2 separate regions of the Mus musculus genome follow, and region 1 is linked to region 2. A link is a contact called in public HiChIP or PLAC-seq data. All regions are on one chromosome and are shown on one strand. The core of a region is the stretch at or near the end of the contact, and the rest is flanking DNA. Distances in the headings are between cores, read along the strand shown. Region 1 overlaps Cd47 (CD47 antigen (Rh-related antigen, integrin-associated signal transducer)). Region 2 has its middle 110 kb from the start of Gm31494.

Region 1 (5,680 bases), core at 2,722-5,221, 350 kb before region 2:
TCAGAGGGAGTCTCTTCTGGTGCATATTCTTTGCTCACAAAGACCACATTCAGCGGGGTCCCCACAGCAGGGAAGGAAGGTTATCTACTTAGCCCAGGTTAGCTACTTAGCCCAGGTTAGCTACTTAGCCTAGGTACCAGTGTTCTTAGCTACAGTGAGATTCCAAAGAACCCAATCATCAAGGTTTTCTGCTGGTGGTCTCTTCTTGTTCCTTAACCAGTAGATTTATCTCTATCCATGCCATTTATCAAGGTGTTAAACACAAAGAGACAACATGAAATAAAGCAATTTACCAAACATTTAAGATAAAAATAATTTTAGTGTATTCTTCCTCCTCTCTCTTTCTTCCCTTATTTCAAGACCGGGTTTCTGTACGTCACCCTGGCTGTCCTAGAACTCACTATGTAGACCATTCTGACCTTGAACTCACAGGGATCTGCCAGTCTCTGCCTCTTAAGTGCTGGGATTAAAGGTGTTTACGACATACCCATCTTAATTTAATGTTTTCTTAACGGAAGGTTTTTACCAAACTTTCTAGTATAATTTTGTAATGCAGCAGAATAAGCCATGTGACTTCAACAATGTGTGTGCTTTTAAAGATTTCCCCTCAGCCAAAACTCCTGAAATCAACACTTAAAATACATTTTAAAGATAACGGCATTGATGGCCTTGCTTTATTTCTGGAGACGTTTTCTCACTATGCAACCCTGGATAGCTTGGAACTCAATTTCCAGATCAACCTGGGATTAAAGTATGTGCCACCACTCCTCTCCCAGAATTTGTAGATTTTTAAAAAAAGTTTCTAACATTACTGCTACCAGATACAGGAAAAGCAATGAAAAGCAGTTATCAGGGGAAATCATACAATTTTGTGATGTAGTCTCCCTGTATAACTCATGCTGACCTTGACTCTCCATCCCTCCTACATCTGCCTCTCAAGTGCTGGGATCCCAGGAGTATAGCACCTTGCCTGGCACAACGTGACAGTATTAACCATAACATTAGATATTCTTCTAATTCAAATATATGCTTTATAATTTCATATCATATGTCAAATAAGATAGGTTGGATCATTTATACATTTTTACTGTGTATGCTGTGACACATCCTTTTATTAGTTCGAGTCAAGGAACAGGTCGCAGATTGCTTTATTCAACAAGAATTAAGGACTACCAATCCACAGAAGGCATAGGTCTAAGCCTAGTCTTAGTTCCTTGAGCACTAAACCTTTGCAATCCCAGTGAACAAAAAAAGGTGTGCTCTTCTAGCAACCTGAACGAGGAGTTAATGTTATGAACAAACCTGATTTTTCGGGTCTCTGCCACTGACACAGAGCACACATTAAGATGGCACATGAGTTGTGGCTGAAGAAATCTAGTAAAATAACCAAGCCAATTTGGGGTTAAATCAAATCTCTCATGTTAAATTTTTATGATCCTCTAAAAGTGAGATACAGAGCAGCCACAAAGGCCCACACAGACTGGAGGCTACCTAGAAAAAAATCTAACACTTGCTCAAAAGACATGACATTCAAATAGTCCCTAGCCACATGACTATTGAGAAGAGACAGAAGGTATACTATCGAGATAAAATTTATATCAGATTAAGAGTAAATCATAAAGGGAGACAAACCATCGATTTAATTATTATACTGTTCCTTTCAGATAACTCTGGCAAGGTAATTTAGAATCCTTAGGCATCCGTTGGGAAGAAACCAATATTATTTTCAATATAATTTGATAAAGTACATATGATAACTTTTAAAATCAAAGTACAATTTCATTATTTAAACACACACACAAAGATGAAGGCCTTGTGGAACTGGTGCTGGAGAAAAATGGACTGCCATGCATAAAGTGTTTATTTGCTGGAAGTGAGTAAGATAACTGTAATAAATTCCACATCCTAGCCAACTTCTCTGATGAAATAAGTTTATCAGGCTGAACACTACAAAAGATCATATTCCTTGTCCACAGGCCTAGAAAAAAAAACAGCCTTTTTTTTTTTTTATGGCAAATATATGAGCACAACAGAAGGGAATGTCCAGCAGACATCTCCCAAAGACAAATTATTCTGGTCTAATGAAAGTTTTCAGAATTTCAGAGGATATTCATGAGTAGTGCTGTCAGATTTTGAAAGTGTAAAGGAATTGGTGACTCTATTTATGTAAGAGTAGAATGCTGTGCTACAGTTTGGCCCAATTCTTCCTACAATGAAGTCAGTGAGTAACGACATGGCTTAGTGATCGTATGAGCACTCCAGGGAAGAGCCAAGCTTAACACTGTTGAATAAAATTCACATTAAACTTAGCATAAATTCACATTACCATTAGGGGTCACCAACCAGGTCACAGACTGACTTTCTGTAATAATATTTGTCAGAATACTTTTGTTCTCTGGTTTGGATAGAAATCGCCACTGCAATGTAGTGTTTGCCCTCATTTCTCCCGAATTATTTTTCCTGTTCAGTAAGAAAAACCCCTAAAAACATCACTTGGTTTACAAGTGCTTTCAAAGAAAGGTCTTGTTACTTTCAATAATCTAGGCTTTGAGGACTTACATGAGTCCTCAAGGCTCTTATGATGGAAAATTGATTTTCTCAAATTTCCCAACAATGATCATAGTGACATTTTCCCAAATAGCACCAAGAGATAACCAAATTCCTCGTGGGGCAATTTTGAGTGGGCACAAGAAGAAAAAGTAAATGAATGGTGTCTAGAATACACAGAAGTAAATCCCAGTAGCTCTCATGTTACACTCTTCTGGCATGCATGGGTCCCATGGTTAACTTGTGTAACTCTAGTCCTTCAAATACAGTTTGAAGTTTCATTACCAAAGTGCAACCAGAGAGTAGTCATGAAGTATGCTCCATGAGACGTCTTTAATACACAACTCACAATATGAAATAAATAGAAGAAGTGTCATCATGTCACAACTACTGAAGACCAGCCACTGCATGGTTATGCTAAGTTTGGGCAGACAGCCAAGCGCCTGGTTATGATATCTCCCCTCGTCTCCCAGTGATCAGCCCACAGGCACTCAATGTATCATCAAAAAAGGAAACTGGGCAAGAGGGGTGAACGAGCCAGGAAATGACAAGTGTGAGCACTGCGTGTGACATTGCAATAGACCATAAGCAGAGTTACAGGAGAGCTGCTATGGGGATGCTGACACTGCCACCACGGAGCACCACTCCAGATGCAGCCTGGGCAGCTCGAGGATGGTGAACTCACTAACACGAGTGAAGTTAAGGATCATGTGACAATGGGAATGTCCCTGAGGATGTGACTCTGGAAAACAAATGGCAAAACAAACAAAAAAACAAACAATAGCAAACTCCAACAACAAAAACATCAAATAAAAAAAACCACATCACAGAATTCTGAACCCTGAAACAGAGTATAAAGCTGCCAGCTGCAGGCTAATAGGAACTAAGAAGGGAGCCTGACAGTTTACCAGGGGATGTCTGCTCTGTTTCCAAAGCCACAGAGCAAGACAAAAAGCATCAAGCTATATTTAACATGACATTTAAAATACTGACGTTTTAGCAGTCTGATCTGCCATGTAATACTTTCAACATTAGTATTATTTTTGTTTTCTAATACAGCTATAGTAGGGAAGTTTTAATATTTTCAAAGGTTTGGGTTTTTTGTTTGTTTGGTTTGTTTGGTTTTTGGTTTTTGGGGTTTTTTTGTTTGTTTGTTTTTTTGTTTTTTTTTTCTGTATTTTTAATTTTTGTACAGGCTCTTACTATGTCGCTCTGGTGTTTGTTCTGTAATGCTAAGATCACAGGACCATACCACCAATGCGGCTTTTTTTGATAACATGTTTTGAAGGCCACTGTATGATGGTAATTTTCCTATCTATTATCAAGACTGTTTGCAGAGCTCGGCTTTCACAGTCAGGTTCATGGCCATGCTGCTGAGTGCATACTAAAGATCATCTATCAATATAGGACAAGGGTTAAAAGAAAAGAAAACAAAGAATGGACAGCCAGTGTTTTATGTAGAGCTGGGCCTTAAGCCTGAAAGAGCTACAGTACAATGCAGTACTTGAAAGCACCTATCAGCTATCAAAATGTAGGAAAGAACTTATATTGTCACAGTATAGATGAAGAACCCCCCAAATCAGCCAGGAGCCAATAGCATGACTAACTCTTGAGTTGATCCAAGATAATTGGTCTATCTTCAGGTTTCTATTGCTGTGATAAACACCATGGCCAAAAGCAGCTTACAGAGCAAAGGGTTTATTTCAGCTTAGAGCTCTCAGGTCAGACTCCATCACTGAGGAAAGGCTACAAGTGTCCTGAGCCGTGCTTCAAGACACAGCTTTCTGTAAACCAACTGTCCTCAAAGGTGTAGGCTTCTTCTTGCAGCATGGTCACAGATTCACATGCACAGCCAGAGAGATCACCGAGAGAAATGTCCTGTGGTCCAGTACAGACCAGAATGAACGGCAAAAATGAACTAGAAATCCAGAAAGGAAAAGTCTTCGTTCTTTGTTAACATAATTGACTGCCATGTGGTGGCCTCAAAGTCAATAGGCTGGGCACAAAGTCAATGGGCATGGGCACATCCACACCTCAAGCCTTCCGCTCAGTGCCCAGCAGTCCCTGTTGGTACGGGTAGAATAAATCATCACTCGAGACCAACATTCTGCTCTATTATTAACAGTTTCATAGGCTCAAAGTGGTGAACTAGATACCCATCCATCCTTCCCGCAGACATTCAAGACAAGCAGACAATCTACTGGTTAACAGCACTGTCTAAATCGGGGATTACCAGGAAACAGTTGGGTAGCTGTGGACAAACTTCTTGTCTCTTTCTACAAAATTGGAACAATAGCCACAGCACTGGCAGAGGCCCTGTGGGAAATAAATGGTTTCAGTGGAGAGAACTTGGCACCGTGAGTGACTGCTCCTCAGAGCAAGAGCTCCTCAAATATTCAGCTGCTATTATAACTACTTAACTTTTAATGTGAGGCCAGGCCAGGTGAGTCAAGCCCAGAGGCTTGTCTTCTACACACCTCTCTCTCTTCTCTCTCTCTCTCTCTCTCTCTCTCTCTCTCTCTCTCTCTCTCTCTCTCTCCTTCCCTCCCTCCCTCAGGCTCTTCCCATGTTTAACATGAACCAATATCAAACATTTCCCATAAATATTTCTTTAGGTTCATATACATACTCTTTAAAATGCAACTGGTTTAATAAAAATACTAAAATGAGTATCCAATATAACTATAATACAACACAAAGAAATTTTTTACCCACATATCAAATTAGCAGAAGGTTTTTTAGAAGTATAACAGTGCCAGGCCCTTGAGATAAATGACGGACAGCGGGACTCGTCAGAGGTAGCTGGAATTGACAGGGTGGATCTGGAATACATGTTGGCAGAGTTTATCTGCAGGCTTAAAATATCCCTGCTGTCCAAAATCTCATACACTTTTATCAGTTTCACGGTATCAAAATTTGGAAACTTCCTTAATACCCATTAAGATGAAAGTTCAATAAAACATTACACAGCCATGGCAGGAGAGTACAAGGAGCCATGACAACCAACACGCTGAAGACACCAGGACACGGGGATGTACAAATGCATAAGCTGCATGAGCCAATTTACCGTTTCCTTTTACAGAAGAAAAACACCAAACAAAGAAACAAAGACAGAAATGGAAGATGGAAGGGA
Region 2 (5,407 bases), core at 2,770-5,269:
ACAGCAGATGCTGGAGAGGATGTGGAGAAAGAGGAACACTCCTCCATTGCTTGTGGGATTGCAAGCTTGTACAACCACTCTGGAAATCAGTCTGGCGGTTCCTCAGAAAACTGGACATAGTACTACTGCCAGTAGATCCAGCAATACCTCTCCTGGACATATACCTAGAAGATGTTCCAACTGGTAATAAGGACAAATGCTCCACTACGTTCATAGCAGCCCTATTTATAATAGCCCAAAGCTGGAAAGAACCCAGATGTCCCTCAACAGAGGAATGGTTACAGAAAATGTGGTACGTTTACACAATGAAGTACTACTCAGCTATTAAAAACAATGAAATTATGAAATTCTTAGGCAAATGGATATATCTGGAGGATATCATCCTGAGTGAAGTAACCCAATCACAAAAGAAGTCACTTGATATGCACTCACTGATAAGTGGATATTAGCCCAGAAACCTAGAATACCCAAGATACAACTTCCAAAACACAAGAAAATCAAGAAGAAGGAAGACCAACTCGTGGATACTTCATTCTTCCCTAAAATAGGGAACAAAATACCCATGGAAGGAGTTGCAGAGACTAGGTTTAGAGCTAAGACAAAAGGATGGACCATCCAGAGACTGCCCCACCCGGGGGTCCATCCCATAATCAGCCACCAAACGCAGACACTATTGCATATACCAGCAAGATTTTGCTGAAAGTACCCTGATATAGCTGTCTCCTGTGAGGCTTTGCCAGTACTTGGCAAATACAGAAGTAGATGCTCACAGTCATCTATAGGATGGAACACACGGCCCCCAATGTAGGAGCTAGAGAAAGTGCCCAAGAGCTGACGGGGTCTGAAACCCTATAGATGGAACAACAATATGAACTAATCAGTACCCCCAGAACTCATGTCTCTAGCTGCATATGTAGCAGAAGATGGCCTAATTGGCCATCATTGGGAAGAGAGGACCCTTGGTCTAGCAAACTTTATATGCCCCAGTACAGGGGAAAGCCAGGGCCAAGAAGTGGGAGTGGGTGGGTAGGGGAGTGGAAGGGAAGGGTCTGGAGGACTTTTGGGATAGCATTTGAAATGTAAATGAAGAAAATATTAAATAAAAAACAAAAAATTAAAATAAAAAAGAAATATGATGTAGAGAGTTATAAGTAAAGTATATTTTTGGTAAAGAACATTAAAGTTAAAAGGTAACGAGTTCAGATGAGAATGGGTTTTACATAGTTGTTTTGACCTAAGTAAAAGATTTTTCCAGAAGGGATATAGAAATCAAAACCGAAAAACAAAAATAACCAGAACCCTAACCTAACCCACATTGCACAAGGTTAAGTTACAAAGAGGTTTATAAAATTATATAACTCAAAGATTCTGTATGCACATGATTAAGTTGATGATAATTAATGCTAATTAAAAATTCTAAGTGTCAGGCTTTTGATGGGTACTCATTTCATGAGTCAGTCTGCCCAGATGTTGGGAGGAGCTGCAAAAGGATACAGTGGCCCCTCAGATACTCCGAGGTTTACTAGTGGAGACATAACAGAGACAGTCCAAAATGCCCCAGGGAAGTAATCCCAGGCAAAAGAACAAGCCAGAGTGATAGCCTAAACCATGGGAAATAATATATTGTACCAGGCTAATAAAGTACCTGCTACTTCAGAGAAATCTCAGGCAGAGGTTTCTAAAGGGCAATGCTTGCCAGAGCTGTGGGAAACCAAGACACTGGGAAAAAAACTGCACTCAACAGACTTCTAAGAAAATATGGCTTTCTCTACTCTGCAAAAGAGGGTGTTGTCCCGTCTGCATGGAGGACAGTACTTCAGACACAATGATGGATATATTTAAGGTCTGAAGTGGTCCCAGGTTTCCTTCTGAAAGCTGGACTCCAGTGCCAATAACCATTGAGGTGCCTTGGATAACTTTTGATGTCACAGGACAATTGTTAACGGGGTGCCACTCAATGCTTTACTTGATAAGCTAGGATCCCTTACTAAAACACTGTTAGAAATGCCCCAAGGCTGAAGAAGTTCTTGTTGCCAGTTTCACCTTGCACTGTGCAAACCCTAAGAACAAGGCCTAGCAGTGGGAGTCGTCACCTAAATGTTAGGGGCTGTTTCTAACACTGATAGCTAGCTTTTCTCTCTACTCTCTAATATGCAAGTAATTAGGATTTACAAGCTATAACAGCTATATTGTATAACCTGCAGAGGAAACAACAAAAATGGCTTTGCTAATTATCCCCAAATAAAGAATAAATACATCTTATACAGGAATTGGAGAAAATGGGCACAGTAATATATAAGGTGACTGAAAATGCCCGATGGACTCAGGGGAACATAAAATTCTATTGCCTAAACAACAACAACAACAAAAAAACCCAATTATTAAGAGACCGCACGACTCATTCAGACACCAACTATCTTACCTACTTGTGGCTTTTGTAAAAATAAATAAATAAATAGGACTATAGAGTCTACAACTCAAACAAACAAACAAAAACAAAAAGAAAAAGCCTGTCTGCTCTATCTGGATAATTTACTCTTGAGGCAAAATTAATCCACTACTTTTCTTCAAGGTAGTATAAAGGACAGACAAACACCTTCTGGGAAAGAAAACTGAAAGTTCAGTTTTACTCAAATGGCTCCCTGTCAAGGACAGTAACCTCTTCTGCTGTTTCCTGGATACATTCTCAGAATGGATAGGGGCCTCAGCTTCCAAGTAGGTAGAGGCCTCCCCCACCCAGAGTGAAAGCACCCATCTGCTTAGTTTCTAGAATAGAATCTGCCCTTAGGAGTCCCCACGGCTTTCAGAACACCTTGAAGACAGAGCCGCTCACACCTGTTTTAACAGGTAACCTTGCCTGTCCTCAGTTAACGGACTGTCTCTGTTAGGCTGGCCAGAGGACATGTCCATGGGGACATTTTTCTAAATGTTCATTTTCCTAGGAGGTTGAGCCCACCTTAGGCATTGCTATTCAGGTGGGCAGGTGGGCAGGTGGGCCTGAGCTCTGTAAGAATGGTAGCTGAGGGCCAAGGGAAGCAAACCAGTCAACAAGAGTTCCTGAGTGGTCTCTGCTTCAGTTCTTGCTTCCAAGTCCCGCCTTTGGTTTCCTGGACTCCCTGTCCCCATAGTTCAAAACCCTGATTTGGTCTCCTGAGCTTGAAGTAGCTCTGACCTTCAAGAGGCTCAGCTTTGACCTGTCTGAGCCAACTGTGGCTCTTATTGTTCTGCTACCTCAAAACTGGCTCAGCAACAGGACCTTGGAAAAGTCTAGTTAATGAAGTAGGAGGAGTAGAACTCCTGCGGGACTCTAGGAGGGAATGGTGTTTTGTTTTTTGACAATGCGAAGCCCCTGAATTAATCTCAGAGCCTTCGGAGTGAATGGGGTTGTGTATGGAGACAGAACCCCTGAGAATGACAGAAGATCAGATCTGCAGTTGAGATTCGGCCTTACACAGTTGTGGGTGCCAGGCCTCTGTTGGCTCTAGGTCAGCTAAGCCATGGCCAGGAAATAAACCTGGACATGGGGCGAGAATGAGGGCTGTCTATAAAGAGCAAGACGGACCCCATGTCTTTTTATTAATGACCTTCAGAGCAAAGCTGGGACTGTTCCACAGTGGTTGCTGGACTGGGTGCATTAGAGTTGCAGACTCGCCTGTCTGGGACTCTGTATAGCTGAAGGAAACTGGGAGGTTGGGGTGAAGCCATCAATCTTGACAGTAGTCACTGATCTTTGCCAGCTCAAGTTTTTGGCCCCTGGGTATTCTGTATGAGGGATCACAGTGCCATTTACTGACCTTATGAGTAAGAAATGAACATCTGCTCCTTCACATTTGCCAGCCTAATCAGTTGTGAATTTTTCTGGTGGCCAGCTCCCACGTAGAACCCTGCAGGGAGGAATTCTGGGACAGCTCTCCTGCTTAGTTACACTGTAGCAATACAAAGCCTCCGTGTAGCCTGCCACTGTCTTAGGTGAAACTGTTTACCTTAGCAGTTAAAAGTCCACAGGAGGCTCTCCATGTGCGTCAGTTAGGAAGGTCTTAATTGCACATTTGACATGCCTAACTGGGGCAAGGTCTGCATCACAGTGCTTAGCCACCAGAGCTAAAAATAGAGCATTGAATGAAAGCGCTAGTTAAGCAAAGTCAGCTACCTTCATAACCACTTGCCAACCTGCCCTCCGCCCTGTGGCACACAATTAGCCTAAAGAAATCTTCTACTAATCTTATATATTAAGAAGCAACAGGGATTAAAAGAAAAAGTACTCTTTTAGCATCCGCATTCAAGATGTTCTTGTATCTGTTTAGTCTTTGGTGCTCAATGTTAGAATGTAGTTTTCTTTCATTTGAGGATCAAAAGGCTCCAGCCACTCTGAAAGCAATGGATGGCATTCCATGTAATTTTTACATTTCTTTAATCACCTTGTTTAAAGTGCCTTCTACACTACATAAACATGTCTTTCTCAAGTGCCTCTTTCAAACGCAATTTAAGTTTGATTAATAGATCAGCATCCTCCTTTTATTTCTCTGATCAATGTTTATAAAAAGGAACTCCTCTTTTTTTTTTTTTTCTGGAACCTGGAAAGCAGAGTGTATGCCAGTGCGTTCTCTGACATTCCAGTGACTGTGAGCGGAGGAGCTCGCCCAGACCGGTCTGAGCCCTTTCCAGAGGTTTTTAAAGATCTCCATGAGCTTCTTGGGGAGGCAGGGAATTGAGGAGATTATCTGCTAGCAGACAGCAGGCCCTGGTGACTGCCCCAGGGACATGCTCTGTCACTCTCCATTTCTGCATCCCCTCCACCATTGGAAGAGATTCCGCAAGCACAGTTCCTTCAGGAAACGTTCCCTGTATTTACGGCAGTTGAAGGATTTTAGGCTCTTCTTCTGTGAATGGGGGGCAATCAGTCATCACACTGCCCAGCAAGGTATCCCTGTTCATCTCTTGCCGAAGCAATTTCTGCCTCACTTGTTTTATTCGTTCTTGGACACAGCTGTGACAAAGTGAAATGTGGGTGGGGTTTGAAGGCCCCGTGACCTCCCACAGCTGAGGACCATTGGAGTACTGCCCCTCCCTAAGCAAATCCTTTCTATGGCCTTGCTGGACAGGCTCTGCACAGTCCACCCCGAATCAGTGGGGTGATACTTCTCCAGCTGAGCCACCAGTCAAGCCACTCCCCTAGAGCCCTCCAACTGGGCCTTATGATTGAGACAGCTGTCCAGGTAGCAGTGGGATCTCTATGGAGCAACCAATGACTCAGCCTTCTCAGACTTAGATCTCAGTGTCTTCCACGTAGCCAAGTTTTAGCCTCCTTCGAAAAGGTCGATATTTATGATTGGCAATCCTATCAGTGTACCTTGTAGGAGTATTAGTAATTCATTTATCATAAACAAACAATCTAGGTACACACCAA

What was found. HiChIP or PLAC-seq counts read pairs in DNA pulled down with a chosen protein or histone mark.
Region 1: a contact with region 2 is called in an H3K27ac HiChIP or PLAC-seq map of hepatocytes, with 5 times the contacts expected there. The contact joins two enhancer-like sites. A contact is called at or near these places in 1 of 15 datasets of contacts at CTCF or cohesin (CD8 T cells), 4 of 484 Hi-C or Micro-C datasets (B cells, Th2 cells, embryonic stem cells and 1 more) and 3 of 115 datasets of contacts at active chromatin or transcription factors (cardiomyocytes, heart atrium and hepatocytes).

The regions. Positions count from the first base shown.
Region 1 is chr16:49,885,757-49,891,436 of GRCm38.p6, reverse strand. The region is part of intron 3 of Cd47 (CD47 antigen (Rh-related antigen, integrin-associated signal transducer)); the gene reads right to left. Among named protein-coding and RNA genes, the nearest start is that of Cd47, 33 kb to the right of the region's middle. Within about 2 kb of position 3,971, at least 79 of the 459 cell types and tissues checked have an H3K27ac peak or open chromatin away from gene starts, as enhancers often do. A contact at or near this core is called in CD8 T cells, Th2 cells, hepatocytes and 1 more, where this site is marked.
Region 2 is chr16:49,532,198-49,537,604 of GRCm38.p6, reverse strand. No RefSeq gene overlaps it. Among named protein-coding and RNA genes, the nearest start is that of Gm31494, 110 kb to the left of the region's middle. Within about 2 kb of position 4,019, at least 40 of the 459 cell types and tissues checked have an H3K27ac peak or open chromatin away from gene starts, as enhancers often do. A contact at or near this core is called in CD8 T cells, Th2 cells, hepatocytes and 1 more, where this site is marked.